2 separate regions of the Muntiacus reevesi genome follow, and region 1 is linked to region 2. A link is a contact called in public Hi-C data. All regions are on one chromosome and are shown on one strand. The core of a region is the stretch at or near the end of the contact, and the rest is flanking DNA. Distances in the headings are between cores, read along the strand shown. Region 1 holds the start of CTDSP1 (CTD small phosphatase 1). Region 2 holds the start of CNOT9 (CCR4-NOT transcription complex subunit 9).

Evidence for each region. Hi-C and Micro-C count contacts between places; a contact is called where the count stands out from the background.
Region 1: a Hi-C map of muscle shows a contact between it and region 2, with 3 times the contacts expected there. The contact joins the promoter of CTDSP1 here to the promoter of CNOT9 in region 2. A contact is called at or near these places in 2 of 3 Hi-C or Micro-C datasets (blood and muscle).

Annotation. Positions count from the first base shown.
Region 1 is chr3:130,188,496-130,191,729 of mMunRee1.1, forward strand. It overlaps CTDSP1 (CTD small phosphatase 1), which reads right to left and starts at 1,251. Exons shown (of 7, transcript XM_065930589.1): 1 at 1,076-1,251. The coding sequence starts at 1,142.
Region 2 is chr3:130,059,530-130,062,792 of mMunRee1.1, forward strand. CNOT9 (CCR4-NOT transcription complex subunit 9) reads right to left here and starts at 1,822. Exons shown (of 8, transcript XM_065930587.1): 1 at 1,661-1,822. The coding sequence starts at 1,684. USP37 (ubiquitin specific peptidase 37) reads left to right here and starts at 636. Exons shown (of 25, transcript XM_065930575.1): 1 at 636-768.

The DNA of each region.
Region 1 (3,234 bases), core at 1-2,500, 130 kb after region 2:
GACCTGAGCAGCCCCTGGTCAGTGGGGCCCCTACCAAAGAGGGCTGGGGCTTGGGGCTCTGGGGCCCACTCCCGCCCTCCTTCCATTCTCCGCCTCCAGAGGTCCAAAGTCCTCCCTGAAGCTGGGCCCAGACACAGGGGGTGGGGGCTTGAAACTAGTGTCCTGCGGCCATCTACTGGCCCCTCCTCCTCCGCCCCCGCCTGGACCTCCAACCTAGATCCCGCTGATAGACTGGCCCACACTCCACCGACCCCCTATCCAACTCCACCCTCCGCCCCCCGCCCCCCCCGCCTCCGACCCCGGGCGGAGCTAGGTCGGCCACAAGTGGACAGACCTGGAGGGACTTCCTAGCCTCGTAAGTCCACACCAGGACAGGGAGAGGCAGACCCCCTAGACCAGAACCATCAGTCCCGGGGTGCCCGGCCGATGCTGGCGGCATTCGCTGCGTGTATGCACAGACACGGTGCCCACCGGCTCCAGGAGCCAAGTGCGCGGTCCGATCACGCGTCTCCTGCGGGCGCGCGGGCGATCCTTAGAAGTGGTTGTCTCTCTCCGCGCCTCCACGCGGGACGCGGAAGTTTGTGGGGAACGTGGCCCTGTCTTAGCGGGAGATCTTTCCAACCCTCCCCCGCCCGCTGTCACCTCGGCGCCCCCTCCCGCGACCCAGCCAGACCGCGGCCCGGAGGGGGCGGAGTCTCAGCTGGTGGCCTGAAGGCGCCCTCTTCAGACCCCCCATCTCCCAGCCCCCTTGGCGCCAATGGGGGAGTAGGGGGGACGACTCTTGGGCCTCGCGCACACCCAGTCTGGGAAACCCGGAGGGCGCTCCGTGCTCCACCCTTGCCTCAGTTTCCCCACCTCGAGCAGACCGGAGCGCCCCAAAATGCGCCAGGCCCCGCCCCGAGTCTCCGAGTCTCTGCAAGTTCAAACTCTCACCCAGCTCCCCCTCCGGTTGGAAGCTTCGGGTCCCGCCACGGCGGGAGCCCTGGGCGGCGGCGGCAACTGTCGCCCCCGAGAGGGTCCCGGCCCCCTCCTCTTTGCGGCGCCCGGTCTAAGCGCCCTCCACGCGCCCCAGTACCTTTGCTCCGTAGCGGGCTCCGCGCTTCCTCCTTGCTGATCTGAGTAATGACGGCCGAGCTGTCCATGGGGCCGGGCGCGCTCCGCTCCGGCCGGACTCTGGCCCGGGAGCCCGGCCTCCCCCCCGGCTCGGGCCGGAATCGGGGCGCGGGGGGGAGGGGAGGGGTGGGAGGGAGGGATCCCCGCGAGCTTCGGAGGGGAGGGGAGCCAGGTTCTAAGGGGGAGGGGGAGGGAGGGGGCGCGGAGGAAACTTTGTTACAACATGGAGTTTCCTCCCCGCGAGGCGGATGCAAACATGGAACCCGGGCGCCGTTTCAAGGCTCCCCCTTAAAAGGGCAACGACTTCAGCGTGACCTGGACTCGGCCGGGGCTTTCATCACTTGAGGGGCCGGCGCTGCTCGGCGGGCAGGGAGGCGGGCCCGGCCGGGTTCCTGCCGCGCTCCCGGGGGCGCCGCCTCCTTTCCCGCCGCCCGCCCGCCAGCCCGCCAGCGAGGCCAAGCCTCTGCGGCTGCGTGGCAAGGCCGACACCCCGGCCCACGGTTCTCCGCGCAGAGCGGCCCGGGACCAGGGCCCGCCCGGGGCGCCAGCGCCCGGGAGTGCCCCGAGGCAGCGCGACTCCACCTCTGAACATTCCAAAGGTCGGGGACTGGCAGCTTCTCGGTCTTCTCATCTGGGAAATAGGGATAACACCATCTGGTCTGAAAAGTGGGTCTTCTCTCCGGTGGTCGCAGGGGAAGTCGTGAATGTGCAAAGCCTCTGCTGCACCTCCAAACGACTATGCTCAGCTACACAATTAGGTCCCTAACCGGACCGTGACCTACCCGCAGTCTCGGGCCCTTTTCCCTAAACCCAGAGCTGTAGGGCGCAGAAATTCCAGCTGTCTGCCCCGGGGTGCCCCCTGCCGACCTCTCCTCACCGGGCGCCCGGCCACGTCCACTCCCCATGCCCACTCCAGCCACCCGGCTTTCTCGCCTGAAGCCAAGGGCCTCCACGCCTCAGGGCCTTTATACGTGCCGTTCCTTCTGCCTGAATGCGCTTCCTACCGCTTCGCATAGCCAAATCCCACCGACCTCGAAAAAATGAAACCCTCCTTTTCCCCAGGCCCCCTCCTCTGCTTCCCACCCGCCGGCCCTTCTGTAACTGCTGGGGAGGGGACATCAGGCCGCGGCCCCACACAGGGGGACTCGATGCCGGACCGTAGGGACCACGGACATCCACTGGCACACCCGTTCCACTCGGGTCCGTGCAGACTCGCCCCGGGAACGGGGCCCGCGTTTCCATGCGGATTCTTCGCGAGCAAAACTCCCGTGTGCTGCGCGGTGAGGTTTACGGGTGGGATTTGTTTGGTTTCTTTTTTTTTTTTTCCCTTGTCTATGAAGTTCCTTCTACTTGTCGTTACTGTTTTGTGTTCACATTTTAAAAATATTAATAACGCCAAGGCTTGATAAACACGCCCCAGCACTTCCTTCCCCCGCCGGGCGGGGCGGGGCGGGCGCGTCTCGTCCTGTCCGGCCGCTGGGTGCGAGCGCGGCGCGCTTTCTCCCGGCCGGGCGGAGGGGGCGCCCGGGAGAGAGAGGCCCCGTGTGGGCGGCGGGTCGCGAGCAGAGCTGGCCCCAAGGCGCGTCCGCTTCGGGTCTGGGGTCCAGGGCGGGGTGGGGAGGTGGTCGGGGGCTGTGGATCCACTGGACAACACGACTCGGCCTCTGCTTTTAGTCACAATTATCGCCAACGTGCTGTGAGCACTTACGTCTGAGTCCGGCTGTGACTGCGCCCTTCATCTCATTTAACGACTCCTTTAAAAACCCGTTTTACAGATAAAGAAACTGAGTCCCGACTAGCGAGCGATTCGGTCCGCCCTGCGGCAGGGACTGAGGTGGGATTCCGGCCGTCGGGCGGAGCCCCCTCCCCTACGATCCGGCCCCGGGGCGGCGCCTCGACTTTATCTCCGGATGCCCAGCCGGTGCTGACCCCAAAAGGAAATGGGCGGCGGAGGGCTGAACGAACTTCTGGCCTCGTTTCTAGTCTGAGCGGCTCGCCTTCCTTCCCCCCACCCCCGACCCCCGCCGCCGGAGGCTGGAGCCTGGCCGGTTGTCCCTTCGACGGTCAGAGGAGCGGGGATAGGGCGGGCTGGACCGCGCCCCCCCTGCCCGACCAACCCTT
Region 2 (3,263 bases), core at 572-3,071:
CCCTCTGTCCATGGAATTATCCAGGCAAGTATACTGGAATGGGTAACCATTCCCTTCTACAAGGGGTCTTCCTGACCCAGAATCAAAAGCCAGGTCTCCTGCATTGCAGGCAGATTCTTTACTGTCATATTACATGTAAAGTGTGGAAGAAACAAAAAAGCTGGAGAAACTGCAGTCACCTAGTTAAGAGATTATATAAAAGGTATCTCAGCCTGTGGAAAGTTCCAAACACTTTAGAAACATGGTGCCAGGAGGCAGAGACGCCACTAGCCCTGGCAATGACAAGGCTGTCTGTAACCTAGTCACACCAACTCACTTTTAAACTTTAAATTTAACTTTTGTTAAATTTAATTTTTGTCCTCTGTTGAGGATTTATGTCATTTTACCTGGTAATGAAACTTCAGTATATTATTTTCTCTTTAAGCCACTTCGCCTTGATGCAACTGAAAAAAGTTGGATGAGCATTCAGAAGAGTATGCTCAAATCACATGATCCTGTCTGCCCATCACGGCTATTCGCTCAGTTGTCACCGCCCTCATCAATATCCAGGCATTCAGCAAAAATATTTGAGCCAGGAACTGTCCTGGCACTGAAGTAACCATGTAAACAGGATCTACATGATCCCTGTCCCTGACCTCAAAAGGGGGACAAATATCAAACAAGTAAATGAAGCAAAACTTGGGAAAAGTTTAAGTAGAAGAGATGGAACGGTGGCCAGTTGTAGCTGCAGCCTGCAGAGCAATGTGAAAGTCGAGACTGAAAACACGGGTAAGGAACATAAACGCTCAGGTAGGGCCTTGTAGGCAACGCAAAGTGTTTGGGTTTTACTTCAACAAAACGGGAAACCGCAGGATTACTTCAGCTAGGTTGTGTGTGTTTGTGTGTGTGTTTGTCGCTCAGTCGTGTCCGCGACCCCACGGACTGTGTAGCCTGCCAGGCTCCTCCGTCCATGGGATTTTCCAGGCAAGAATACTGGAGTGGGTTGTCATCTCCTTCTCCAGGGGATCTTCCCGACGCAGGGATCGGACGCAGGGATCGAACCCAGGTCTCCCGCATTGCAGGCAGACTCTACCCTGAGTCACAGTGCATGGTTATTAGGAGTTTACACTGTTTTTCTTGGTCAAAGATCACGCTGGTAAAACGAGATGTGAAAAAAGGTTTTAAACGCAGAGAACCGTAAGTCAGACATCCTAACTAGTCACTTGTTCAGGTCTCGGATTTTGTATCTGTAAAGCTAGTGGTTTGAGCTAGAAGCCATTTCCTCCCCGCCGCGACGAGCCTAGGCAGGGAGTGTCAGATGCACCTCGGAAGTCCCCTCGCCCCCGCAAACGCCCGCACGCAAACGGCGGCCTAAAACTGTTGGTAGAGCAATGAATCAATGAATGGCCCCTCTGGGCCGCAAGGGAGGCGCTCCAGCCGCGCAACCAGGCCCCGGGACCAGAAAAGAACGCGCTACGCGGAGCCAGAGGCCGCGAGAGCCGGTCGGCGGGGAGAGTGGGGACCGGCTCCGCCAGAGCCAAGGTCGGCGAGGAGGGGGGCCGGGGCCTCGCGGGTTGAGGGCTGGTGGACTCCCGGCCTGCCATAGGGAGCTAGGAGAGAAGGCCGAAACGCGGGGCTGAGGAGGGGTTTGGGGCCCAGGCCGGAAAGCTCAGCCACTTACCGCAGCCGTCGCCAGACTGTGCATGTTGGGAGCGGACGCCGCTCTCCTCCCACCGCCGGACGCGCCAAACCGCGTCCCAGCTTCAGCGCCTCTGCCGCCGAAAATGACGAGACGTCGCAGCCGCCATCCGCCTCCGGTTCGCTCCGCCCCCTCCGCAGCCCTCTGACCTTTCACCTCTGACCCCGCCCACACACCCTCTTCCCGCCCCCCCCCCCCCGCCCCCGCAGTTCCTGGAGTTAACAATCCTCGAGTCTGTTTTGTCCCTTCAGGACCAGAAGGACACCCGCCCCCTGCTAGTGTCCCCCATCCCTGGCTTGGAGCAGGTATCTCCAGAGAGGGGCGTGAACTCTGACCTCCCTCCGGAGGCCAGTGAAGGGCGGGAAAAACCAGGCAGTCCGGGAGGACAACTAGTGCGCATGCCCAACTGGACTCTGTAGGAGGGAAATGGTAGGCAGGCGAAAGTGCGTGAAGTAGAAAGTGCGCGTGCGTACTACCGTCAGGGCAGGGGCGGGGCTACCTCGGCGAGATTTCGCCCGGTACTGGGGCGGGGAGAGGGCGTAGAAAGGGCGGGGTTTCCAGGCTTACGCGCACGCGCTTCTCCTGGTCGCGTCGGGTGTGCGTGCGTGCGTGCGTGCGTGTTTGCGTGTGGTTACAGTTCCCGCCATCAGCCGCTCTCCCTGACTGGGGGAGTGAGCGGCCCCTCTCCGTGCCCGGTGTCCCTTCCTTGTTGACCCCCAGCTCCTCCCCCTTCACGCGGACTCCGAGCTTCCGGCAGGCCTGTCCAAAGCTCCGACTCAGAGGCACAGGTAAGGCGGGCACGGCGAGCGTCTCAACGGAGCCGTTTTACCCTGCACCCCCCCCTCCCTTCTCGCCCCGTGCGGTCCGCCCACTCGGCGTTCACTCTCCTGGAGTTCGCCGGCTGCTGTTCTGCCCGCCCCCATTCCCGCGACGCCCCCTGTCGCTTCACAGGTACTCCACTTGGCTTTCCCCACGCTTTTCATCTCCTTTGACCGGGTCTTTACTGTCACTCGCTCCCCTCGCGACCCGAACCTGGCCCCTCTTGGCTGGGGGTTGTCGTCCGTCACTCGCCTCTTTGCGAGGCCTGCTATCTCTTCAGGTGACTTCTGTTGCCGCATGTCCATCGGGCCTTGGGATATGATACTGTTTCACTTTCTTGGCTATTTTTCACCTCTCTCCTAGTCATCTTTCACTCAGAGGCATGGATTATATTTTTTTTCGTGCCTTTGGTTGTTCCCCATCTCTAGCCATCAAATCAGGTAGTCAGGTTTACCTAGTTTAGGTCATGATCTGTGAAAGGAAATAATAATTGATGACAAAATCCTCTGTCTAGAGAGTTGATCTGTGGGTGGTTTTGTAATTCTTTGAAATTTAGGCTCTGTGTAAATGCCTCTTGGGGGTGGCAATGTCTGACATGCCTCTAACTATAAGAGATGTCTTAACAGGATGTCAGGTAGGCAATTGGATTATACTGGGGTTGGAGCTTAGCTGTAAGCTGGGTGCATAGATAAATGTGTGTATGTGTATATATGTATGTATATATATATATATATATATATGTATATTTATATAGACATTATCTGCC